Regions from separate parts of the Columba livia genome. Here region 1 is linked to region 2. A link is a contact called in public Hi-C data. All regions are on one chromosome and are shown on one strand. The core of a region is the stretch at or near the end of the contact, and the rest is flanking DNA. Distances in the headings are between cores, read along the strand shown. Region 1 has its middle 12 kb from the start of F3. Region 2 holds the start of ALG14 (ALG14 UDP-N-acetylglucosaminyltransferase subunit).

Region 1 (5,969 bases), core at 3,016-5,515, 170 kb before region 2:
TGATTCCGACCTCTCCTCTCTCTCCTTTGTCCGCTGGCCACCTCTTTTACCTTCCAAGTTATTGATTTTAGAAGGGTGCGGACCTGAATAAGGTTAGCACAATATCAGTACTAAATGTGGAAATTATTTTGAGTGCTCCTTAATCTTTGTGCCTTGAGGAAAATGGGATAATCAGTCTCCACCTTTATTGTATTTCTGTTTTTAATGTGGTTAGGTTATGCTTAAATGAACTGATTTCAAGGGTCTTCTCTTGTGATCAGGGTTTTCTAGTGCTAATTAGTACTAATTTTTCCTTCTCTTAGCTGAGATGAGTTGTGCAACAAGTGTATTGTGTAGCATTCTTAAAGGGTAGAGCTCCCTTTGAAAGGAAGTTCCTCAACCATGGATGCAGGCTAAAAACATAGTTGTCATTCTTCTTAGCTGGTGAGCTAGAGAGAAAAAGAAATGAAGTTCTGTGTGAATGTGATGTTTAATACCTAAATTTAATATTTAGAGTGGTGTGAAGTCTGTTACTTGTTCAGCTCTGGGCTCTCAGCTGCCCATTTCATTCCAAGTGCTTGGTTTGTGTGCCTCAACACTTCAGTCCTTGCTTACGTAGAGGAAAAAACATCAGTTCCTGAAAGAGTAGAACTAAAACCACGGAGCAGCAGATTCAAACTCCTTTTCAAGGATCAATCCATCATCTTCTGAGGATGTCCGGTAGCCTTGGCCTAGTATTTCTGAAGGTTTAATGAAGCTCCAGACAGCTGCCCCCTCTCAGAAAACATTAAGTCTTCTTGATATGAAGACTATTTCTTGCGGGGAGGTGATGGTGCTTTCTACAGCACTAGCATGGGTCTGGGATAAGGTGCAAGGGGAACAGAACATCACTCCGAACCTTGTCCCCTTCCATCCCCAGTGCAAAACATGCTTCACTGCATAGTGGCTGTATTGTTCTTATCAAAAAAACACAGCAGGAGACGCTCACAAAAATCCAACTTGCCTCTAAGCCTTGTAATTCTTCTGGGAAAAATTGGCATCTTAAGCTACATCCTGGGCAGTACGTGTGTTGCGGGGGGATCTTGCCCGAACGAAGTGGAGCCACTACCCCAATCTATCCACGGTAGACATGAGCAGCTGGACAGCCCAAATAGAAGATTACTTTAGCACCATTTGAAAGTGACTTGTGCTGTAAGAAAATTCTGGATGTACTGCCACTTTGTTAGCTCTGTGCTGTGTACTGGAGAAGATGACTAGTGAGAAACAAAGCAGCATACAATGCTACCATGACACTTATTTGACAGGCTTTTAAAGTAAATCACATCTAGTATTGACAATATAAATGACTTATTGTGCTTCTGCAAAATAGGGAATTCAGTCTGCATGTTTCGTAAATCTATAAAGAAGAAAAATCCCATGGATTAGGACTGGAGAGAAAGAACTAATTCAGTGATTCTTCCACAGGATTCAGCTCTTTGCAGACTCAGCATGTACCAGCGCATCACCTAATCTTTTGAAGTGGTCTAGAAATGTGAAAAAAACATCAAGATGTCCTATCATCAACATAGGAGTTAAAAATCGATTATTAAAATGTCTATATAATTGTCATACTTACTTTGAGATGACGTAAAAATGTCCCTGATAATGATTTCCTGAAATCCAACTGTGAAAAATAGTAGGGAGACAAAGTTACCTTGGTTTTATAGAAAAAAATAAACCACAACTTTTGTCTGTCAAGGAGAAGATCAACAGTGTGCAAGTGCCAATTTCTGTTTATAAAGCTGCTGTCCTTTCCATGAGCATAGAATGAGGTTTCTTGGTTTTATGAATCAGTGATGTGCAGCTGTTTTAGGAGGAGGTTGAGTGTTTTTCCCTTCACATGTTGTGGTTCCAGGCTCTTGCTAGTGTGCTGGATACAGTCTGATTTTTATTAACAATGCCTTAAACTTGACCTGAAGTTTAGAATTGCAGTACACGTTACAGATTCCTGTAATATGTTTGTTTGTATGTTCTGATGAAACTCATCCTGCCACGCGCATTCAAACATAACATGAAACTGGTTTCATCTTGAAACAGAATATAGCTAAGCTTGATTAGCAAGAAAGCAATTTGTCTTTTAACATAAAAACTTTTGAAACATGTTATTTTCGAAGTTGCTCAGCCACCTTTGAACTTCTGCATCGTTCTCTTTCCTTATATGCAAAAGCGGAGCCAGATGACAGGCAGCCTGGAACTTCACAGACAGAAGCTGTCTTAAGGGAATAATTTGAAAAACATGACATACAGGGTTTAAATAGAAATAATATGCCTGAACATCTGGTGAAATTCTGTGGGGATTGACTTTGGAAACTCAAGACATTTTGCCAGTGATCCTGCAGGGAATGCAACAGTGCAAGAATAATCATCCAACTGGCATTTTAAAATAGAGAAAGGAACTTGGACACTCCACTTCTGTGAAGTGTTATCTTCCACAAACCAGGCTTAACAATCACAATCTCTCTCACACTGTTTAGAAACCTCACTCTTGGTCACCTTTCGGAAGTCTAAACCATAAAGATTCAATACAATGGCTTTTACTGGCAAAGGGAGCGCTTGTGCTGTAGGGCCGAGCCCTGTTCACCGCTTTGCTTGTCCACAAACCACCATCCTTATTCCCCACCCATCCCTCATTCTGGGAAACAAGTGGCATCCACAGATGATGCTGCACCAAAATAGAACACAACTGGAAAAATGAGGTCAATGCTGTCTGGACAAAACTAAGAGTGCTCAGATTGGTTTACTTGGGTAGAAATAGGGAACTCCACCTACATGACTGAGCAAATTTTTTGCATTAAAATAACCTCAGAGTTCAGCACATATCACAGCTAATTTTTTAAACTTGATTATAGAAAATATGGAGAATACTGCTCTGGAAAATATACTCCACATATATAATTGAAGAGACATTCTTCTGTGTAGCCAAATATACCCTTCATTTCCTTAGACTGAATAGTTTGGTGCAAGCAGGTACTAAACCCCATTCGACTGATTTTAATTGTTGTGAATCATAGCAAGGTAAGTAGTGTGAAGATGCTCTTCAAAATAAAGTAGCCTTTATTTACTTTATTGTGGTATTCTAGTGTGGAAATGTATTGGCACAAAAGCAACAGAGTTAAAAACAGAGCTGTGTCAGAAGCTGCGGATGTGACAGACTTAGTAGAAGACTGAGATATAGTAGAAGTACTATAGAAGGCCTGACAAGCTAATGTATTTGGGAAAATAACGGTTAAAAAGAAAGTGTGTGCTGGAGGCTTCTTAAAACTCGGGTGCAATCTAAAGTATTGCAACAGAACTTGTCTGGAAAGCCAGGAACCATTAGCAAATTTTTTTGGAACTTAGTAAGGAACTAAGGGCCAAGGTCAAATCTACACATTGGCATTGTTGTCTTTTGTTAACCCACAAATACTAACTAGATAACAAACAATTTAAAATAGTTTTTTCTTTTTTTTCCTTTCTTTTAAATTAGAATAGGTGTATTTATAGTAGTACTAAGTAGAGAATTTTGAAAAGGCTGTGTGAGATTAGTGCTTCAGTATTCAGGAAAATCATTCTTCTTGTGTTACCTTGGTAAACTTCCCCTGAGGCACTGGGGTGCATTATGCCAGTGGGATAGAAGGGACTCGAATAGGCGGGGCTGACAGATGGTAGTAGTTCGTGCATGTCTCATGTATTTTATTGTCCCTGATGTTGTTGTGTAGTATAGTGACCTGCCTGAGAGTCATGGGACCCTCACCTGTGACCTGTTTCAAATTCTTGTGTCTGTGCCTCTAGAGTGGAAGGTCATTCCCTCAAATGCCTTTTTTTTTGGGTTGCTTTTTTGAGACAAGCTCAGAACTCAAAGCACGTAAAGCCCAAAATAGCCCGTTACAAACACAGCTGCATTCCAGCTATTCCTACTCGTGCCTTTCTTTTCCCTGCAGCTGACAGCAAGTTATCACAGTTCCAAACATAGCTTGTACTTCAACATAACTTGGCTTTTTACAGCTCAGTTTATGCTGTGTGCAGTTGTAACACATTTTCTAGTGCTCCTAGAAGGCTTCAGTCCCTTCTCGGGGGTTCTCAGGCTGTTTTCTAAGAGTTAAAAGGGCAGCAAGAAGAATCTGTTTTCTGTTTGAAGCATACCAAGGAAAGAAAATCTGGTAAGAAGCTTAACGTTCAATGTGAAAAACTCCTAATTCTGAGCTACTCCTGAGTTTTCTGAGACTAAAAGAGAACTTTGTCAGGAGAAGGAAGTATGGTTTTGTGTGGGCTTTAATACTATAATGCAAACAATAGGTAAATAAGTACTTGTTGCTGCCAGCTGGATTGTTAACTGTGCCTTGTTTCCAGCGGTGCTTTAAAACAGGACAAGACAAGGTTTGTTATAACCCAAGATCCCCAGTAGTGAAATGAGGATTCAAACTGCATATCTGTGTACTAGCCATTTAGGAAAATTTGAATTGTTAACATACTGCTTATGCCTTGCTTTGCCGCTTGGGGTCACCTTTTGTAGTCGCAAGAAACCTAACGCCAGATGCGCAGCTGCAGAATTGATGGAGAGGCGGCTCACCGAGTGCAGGTTGTGTCTGCAGCACTCCCGCTCCGAACGGCAGCGCCAAGAGCAAAGGAGGAGCAGGTCTGGTTGTGGCTCTGCTACTCTAACAATAGCTGCAGCAGCGACAAGCCATGGTATGTTTGCACCCTTTGTGCTTTCTGGAAGCACATCATCATGTTATGAATAAAATGGAAAGATGGGAAATGCGGTTATCATCTCTGTGGAGATGTATGTATTTGGTGTAAACAGATGGTAAAGTATGAAGGCAGCAGAGGGAAAACCTGGGATGTACTCTTTTAAAACAAATAAACCAAAAAAAACCCACACCCACACAAACACCATTTTTTCGTCTGGAATAATGAGTATTTTTAAAATCTAACTTGTCATTCCAGCTCCTTCACTACACTAGATTTTTAATTGAGTTATGTGATTACTGAAGAACTAATTAAAAAACTATCATGTGATCTCATTGGGAAAATATCTATTCAGAGGAAGGAGGTTTTTGATTTAACCTCTTTTGATGAAATAGTTTTGTGAATATATCCATGTCTGAGTACTTAGCTGTTTAAATATTTCTTGAACTAATAAGGTAGAAAATTTGAAAATAAAAATGGAAGAAAACACATCAGTGAGGATAGCTGAGATCTGGAACTGTGAATATTCTTTGAGTTCAGATTAACAACTTCATGGCTAATTAAAGAAGCCACTAAAACATTGATATTTAAAGGTAATTAAGTGCACAGAGAAAGGCACTCAGAGCAGTGCTAGCAAATGCTCTGGGAGTTATTGATCCAGTTACAGTGACCTAGGGAAGCTGTAGACAGTAAAAATAGGAAGGAGCAGAATGTTGTGAGCTTCTTGCAGGAGCAAATCACTGAAGCATGTCACTAACAGGGCACAAACTTTGACAAGATGAGAAACAGGCACAATTTCTGGAATTGGATATGTGAGACAGGAACTGACTGTAAAAGCTCTGGAGACAGTGAACACGGCTGTGTCATTATTCCCAGGTGCTGGCAGGTTTTACTGGAAGAAATAGTCCCCAAGGCACATCTTTGTATGAACTTGCTTAACTGAGCTACAGTTAGAAACTGAGGAATTACAAGAAAAGAGGTTCTTGCAGGGACCTTGTGGGAGGTACAGAAACGGGCTGTACGGGCCGAATGCCGCCAGAAGCAGCAGAAGGATCTCACTGGCAGGAAGACTTCTCATTGTAAGGCGGAAGGAAGAGGAGTTTCACAGCACATCTGTCCTGGTAATTAGGCCAGAACTTTTGTAAGTGTCCTGCTATAGAGCGCTGGAGGAGACACACCAGCACACAAGGAAAGGGCAGCTTTCTGTGACAGCTTCTCTTTGTCAAGGGAATGGGCGGACTGCGTGAGAGAGCACTGGTCATGGTGGGTAATGCCACACCTAA
Region 2 (5,607 bases), core at 765-3,264:
CGGCTGGGATGCAGCCAGGAGCTGTGCCGTGGCACCGCGCTCTGACCCTGCCCTGCACTCTGTCCTGTGCCAGCCCAGCTCGTGACATGCGCATTGAGCTGGCAGCAATTCCACTCCACAGCCATGCCAGCGTAAAGGCCAGGTGCTTATGGAATCAACAGCGCAGCTCCAGCCAAGCGTGTTAACTGCTGCCCTTGAATGGGTGTTGCAACCTCTTCAGTGCAAGGTCACCTTGTTCCAGGAGCTAATCTGGCACTGAACTGGAGAGAAGGGGAGGGTGTACTTTTTGCGGTTTTGGGGAGCGGGGTTAATATTTTTTTGTCAGTTGAGTTTCCTGAACCAAAGTTATAGGAATACTTGTAACAGTGGATGAAGAGAGAGGGAAGATGGTGTGTGTGGGTAGAGCTGGCTCACCTTTTATCTGTTAGGCTAGATCAGCTTAACATCAAATTCTACCTGTAAGTGTGTGCATAAATGTTTCTCGGATGTGTTACTTTTCACTCTGCTGGAAGCTGCAAACCAAAACAGTAAAGCAAAAGTATTTCTGCTACACCCTGCTGCCCAGGGCCGTTATCCTCGTAAGAGACCTTTGCTCCACAAGTCAGACGCTCTTGACTGGCAAATACCTGCTAAGCTGTGCTGCTGCACCAGGCATGAGAGTTTGACGCCTTTCCACAGAATTCCATGCAGTATTTTTCAAATATTTTTGGAAGGATTGCCTCATGAGCAATCTTGTTGAAGCTTTCACAAATTTTAATGCAATCATCTGAGTATTCACAGAAGAGCAGGATATTCAAACTTCCAAGAAGCCTCAAAGAATAAGCTTAAACATTACATCGATCCTAACTGACTTAGGAATTATTTCACTTGGAATGCTTATGTATAGCGATGGTACTTTTTAGTATGTACAAACTAGATTCCATGGGACTGAAGGAAAACAAGCATGTTCCCGGTCCTACTGGAGGTAAAGATGACCTGAAAAGTTGTAAAACCGCCAGTCAAACTCAGATTGCTGAAGACCTGGGATTATTACTCAATTAGTCAGTGTGCAAAAACCACAGGGGTACTGAGGTGATGAAATCAAAGTTTCTGCCTGGATTTGGCAACTACAAATTTTCAAGGTAGCCTCATTTTGGGGGGAAATGAATTGCCCTGCAACTTCAGCAAGGTCACAAGGAGTAGCAGATGTGTGTGTCCCCTTAGTGTGTGGTGACACGTGCGGACAACAGAGCTGCCTCTGACAGACGCACATGAGACCCTTGTGAGTAAACAAAAGAGACGTGGTTTGGATAAAATTCTTACAAAATGCCACGTTTGTGGGGGTTGTACCAATCTTTGAAAAACCTTGCCCCGAATCGCCATCCATCATTTTCTGTCAGAAGACCAGACAGCTGCACAGGTCTGTCCTGCATCAGTTTTAGTCAATACATTTATTAATGAAACGCATGTGCCGCCTGAAGGTTCAGAAACCGAACTGTCAGACATAGATACGGATGAGAAATAAAGATGAACCTTAACAATTGTTCAAATTAAGAACTAAAACGCCCCAAGACAGGTGGCGGCCTCGAGGGCCCCCGACCCGCACGGGTGGGGCCCGGGCGCAGCGGTGTCGGCCCGGGCAGCGGCTCCCGACACACGGCCGCCCCCACCCGCTGCTGCGGAACCGCCAGCGCGACTACAATTCCCGGCATGCACCAGGACACGCTGGCGAGCGCCGCCTGCGCCCTCGCTCCGCGCTGCATGCCGGGACCCGTAGTTCCTGGAGCCCTGCGCTGGCGCTCTGCGGAGCCATCCTCTCCCGCTGGCGGCAACCCCTACTCACCGGAGCCGGCCACCACCAGGAGCCTGAGGGGCGGTGTCCGCAGGCTGCGGGGCCTCCTCGCCAGCAACGCCAATGGGACGAGCAGCAAGAGGAGAAGGAGGAGGGCGACAGGCAGTAAGGGCTCCATGGCGCGGCCGGGGCCGTCCCGCCGCTGTCCGCGGAAGCACCTCCCGGCGTACGGCAGCCGGTGGGGCTCAAATCTCCCCGCGTCTCCGGCCGCTGCTGTAGCGCCGCTGCACAAGCGCTGTGGTGGCGCCGGGCTAGCGGCCCGCGGTGCAGCAGGCTGGGCTGGGCCAGCCCGGCGGGACAGGCAGCGGCCGCTGAGGGGCCGGCGGCGGCCCAGGGCTGGACTGGGGGACGCTGTCACCTGGTCTCGCCGCCTGAGCGGGGCTGAGCGGTTGCCCTCGGGCGTGTGGTGCGTGTTCGCGGTAATAAAGTGTGAGACGCTTCCCGAGTGTGGCAATGGCAGGTCTGTGCTGCGGGGCGTGTGTGACGAGAGCTGCCCCTTGTCCGCGGGAACAGCAGAAACCGGCTGCACCGCGTCAGCTGCTGCCCGGCGAGCCCGGGGGTTCCGGAGCGTTCCCGTGGGGACCGGGGCCGGGCGGGGAACGGGCCGGTGCGGTCAGTGCTGCTGCGGGGCCTGTCCCCTGTCCCTGTGCTGCACGGGCTGCAGCGAGACCTGACCGCTCTAAAACCCAGAGACGCACTGGAGCAGTCCTGCGGCCCCCGGGCCCGTACAGATTCCTGCAGGAACCCGCAAGCGCACACAGGCATGAGCGCTAGCCAGGTATGCTTGTGTACATGGAGCTATTATTTTACATAGCCGACAATAATGCGTAAAATGAAGCATATTAATATTTCGCGGCCTCTCATAACTCTTGTTTTCATTCGTTTTAATACTCTAGGTTTTTATTTCAGCGAGAAGTGTGGAACACCAGATCAGCACTCTTTTCACCTCTGTCAGCATCTGGTCTTTGTTGGGGAGGTTGTGATGATTCAGCCACGGGACTAATCTCAGATGAGATGTGTGTTTGCTGGAAAGAGAATGACACCACATTTTATGATCAGGAAACAGTACCTTTTGTTTGTTGTTGTCCTTAAATTATGTGGCGGGGACAAGACCTTCCTCTTGGCCTATGAGTCAGGATCAATGAATTCTAGAACTTTTTGGAGTGACTTGTCAAGCGTAGGAAACACAACAGCAGTGCACTTACACCTCAAGTGCACAAACACAATAGATCTAACACATTGTGATTCTGTGTCTGTCTGCCATGGTTTCTCTGGCTGTTTTTCTTCCTTTTGCTTATTCTGAACAAGTTGGACTTTTTGTATCCCTGCCAGCCTTGGAAGCTGAATATTTCTTTCTGATTTTTAACAAAAACTTGTGCCAGGCATGGATTACAGTGATTATTACATAACTTACAAGTAAAAGATATACTTTTCAGCTACCCTTTGCCATTTTAGGATCTGAAGTAAAGTGAATCTTGTTGATTTGTGTCTCAGTTCTACAGATTATGTTTTGGGTTTCTTTGCATCAGTGCAACATGTAATTTTGCACTTGTTTTAAGAAGAGACTATTAAAAAGAATGACCATGGTAAGGTCTTCCACCCAAATGAGTAACCTCACAAAAAAAATCCTCACTGCTTAATCATTGTTGACATTCGGAAACAACAAGGTTTACATTAATAGTTCTGTTGACGATGCATGAATTTCAAAAATTCATTCTGCTTTCAACTTAATTAGCTACCTAAACCTAATAATTAGGGACAATAGAGATGAAAATCTCTAAATTACAGAAGAAAAAGGAAGAATGCACCATGGTCCTTTTTCAAAAAATAAACTATGTTAAAACAAGACAGTAAGTTCTATAGGCTATTTAAATACTAATTTTGTCTATGGTGATCTTTCTCCCATTTCACCTTCTTCAGTGAAAATAATACCATTGATGTAGAATGTATCCCAGGTTGCCACAGGGGGTGTAGCTAGCAATCTGTTTATTTTAAGGAATTTTTCTCAAGGCTTTTTTATATCGTTCCTTTGCCTTTTTTTTTTTTAAACCCACCGTAAGAAGTGTAAAAGAACCACTTTTTTTATTGGGCATTTTATTCAGAGAAACAATCCTGGAGTCAGTAGCTGAGAGTGATGTAAAAAACTTCAATGTATTTTCTGCTTTTCATGTTATTTCTTCAGTATGTACGTACTTCCCCTTCTTGTACCCAATTCTTCTGTAAGGCTGTTTGGTGAAATTAATGAGAAACTGACCTAAAACCAGCAAAGTTGGAAGGGTGGGGATTTTTTTTTTGCTAGGCAGGTTGTTTGAAAACAAGAGGAAAAAATAAGAGCGATGCATACAGAGAAATACTTGTTCTTTGGACTAGGAAACTGAGGATCTGACAGTTCTTTGGAAGCAGAGCAAAGAGTCTGACTTTTAAGGAGTCTAAAAAGCTAAACAGTGAGTTTGCCTCAAAGTCCTATAACAAATGCTTTCTTACTCATTGGGAATTCTGCTTGAATAAGGAATATAGCTTTCTAGTAGTTTCCACAGCAGATTGCGAGGCTTGAGGGAAGAGTCAGAGTTTGGTGAGACTGTTAAAATAACTATTTAAAGGCTGAAACAACAGCCTGCAACCTAGTTGCTGTAAAGTTTTGCAGATTTTTTTCCCTTTGTGAAAATTGAGTAGAGCCTGTGAAGATCCCATTTGCAGTACAACACTGCTAATTATGTCTTTTCTCAGTAGGACATGGGTGTATTTGTGGTTTTTCATCAGGTAACTCCCTGTTCTGGACCAGGGTGACTTCAGTCCAAGAACTGTAAGAGTCATGGAACAAGCAGGTTGCTGTCATTCAGCTGCCTTGCGTGCTTGGTGATTGATTCCCATCTGCCAAGTGCCTTGAGAATATTCTGAGCACTAGACATGCATGTGAAAGTTAATATGAAAAATCAGTAACTCTCCCAAAGTATAGCGCACCATGGTCACATTAGCTAAATAGGACAAAGCAGGTGAAGTATAGGACTTCTGCTGGGAAGGCAATGGCTAGTGCTGTTCTCCAGTTTGTAAAATCGATAATACTGCCAAGTAAATGTGTAATGTGTTTGAGGAAGAAGCAGTGCACTTGCCCTGAAAAGTCACTTTTCAGAAAGTGATGCAGATGCTGTAATTACAAGGGCTGCCTCTGGTACCTTTGCTACTGATGCAGAAAGTTGGCTTTGAATTTCTGTACTGAAGAAAAAATAATCCATGCTCATTCTAAATAATTAACCACTGTTGTCCAAAAGAAAACTCTGAAACTCTTGAATAGGAAAAACCAGGGGTTTGTAAGATGGTATGGTACTTTTTCCATTTATTGCTTGTGAGACAATGTTCCAATGAAAAGCCTGCTGCTGTCCTTTCTGTATACGAATATTCTCTGCGAAAGCTTACTAGTACATCTGGTGCATGTCTCCTTTGAAAGTTACACTGGTGAGGACTAAATTGCATTGAGGAAAGCTTGCTGTCTTTGTAGTTTCGGTTTATTTTGACTCCAATAGGAAAGGCTGCAATTGGAATACAAACAAAAGTTTTGTTGTTTTTTTCCCTGAAGTAAAATGTGGGCAGCTTTGGCTATCAGATGATCATTCACTTCCTGACATTCCACTTTTAAGTGACCTAACTGCAACTGTTAGAGGGTCTTTCCATGGAGCTGCCATACACCTTATATTCAGGACCTCTTAACTGGCATTTTAAAATTTGTCTTTTTCTTCTAATTGTTAATTCTAAATGTAGACCGATGAATGAGAGTGATT

Evidence for each region. A called contact is a pair of places that touch in the nucleus more often than the background predicts.
Region 1: a contact with region 2 is called in a Hi-C map of crop, with 2.1 times the contacts expected there. The contact joins the enhancer-like site here to the promoter of ALG14 in region 2. A contact is called at or near these places in 2 of 2 Hi-C or Micro-C datasets (crop and liver).

The regions. Positions count from the first base shown.
Region 1 is chr8:23,911,332-23,917,300 of bColLiv1.pat.W.v2, reverse strand. No RefSeq gene overlaps it. Among named protein-coding and RNA genes, the nearest start is that of F3, 12 kb to the right of the region's middle. Within about 2 kb of position 4,265, at least 2 of the 3 cell types and tissues checked have an H3K27ac peak away from gene starts, as active enhancers do.
Region 2 is chr8:23,737,210-23,742,816 of bColLiv1.pat.W.v2, reverse strand. ALG14 (ALG14 UDP-N-acetylglucosaminyltransferase subunit) reads right to left here and starts at 2,014. Exons shown (of 3, transcript XM_065071121.1): 1 at 1,823-2,014. The coding sequence starts at 1,949. TLCD4 (TLC domain containing 4) reads left to right here and starts at 2,472. Exons shown (of 7, transcript XM_065071118.1): 1 at 2,472-2,609.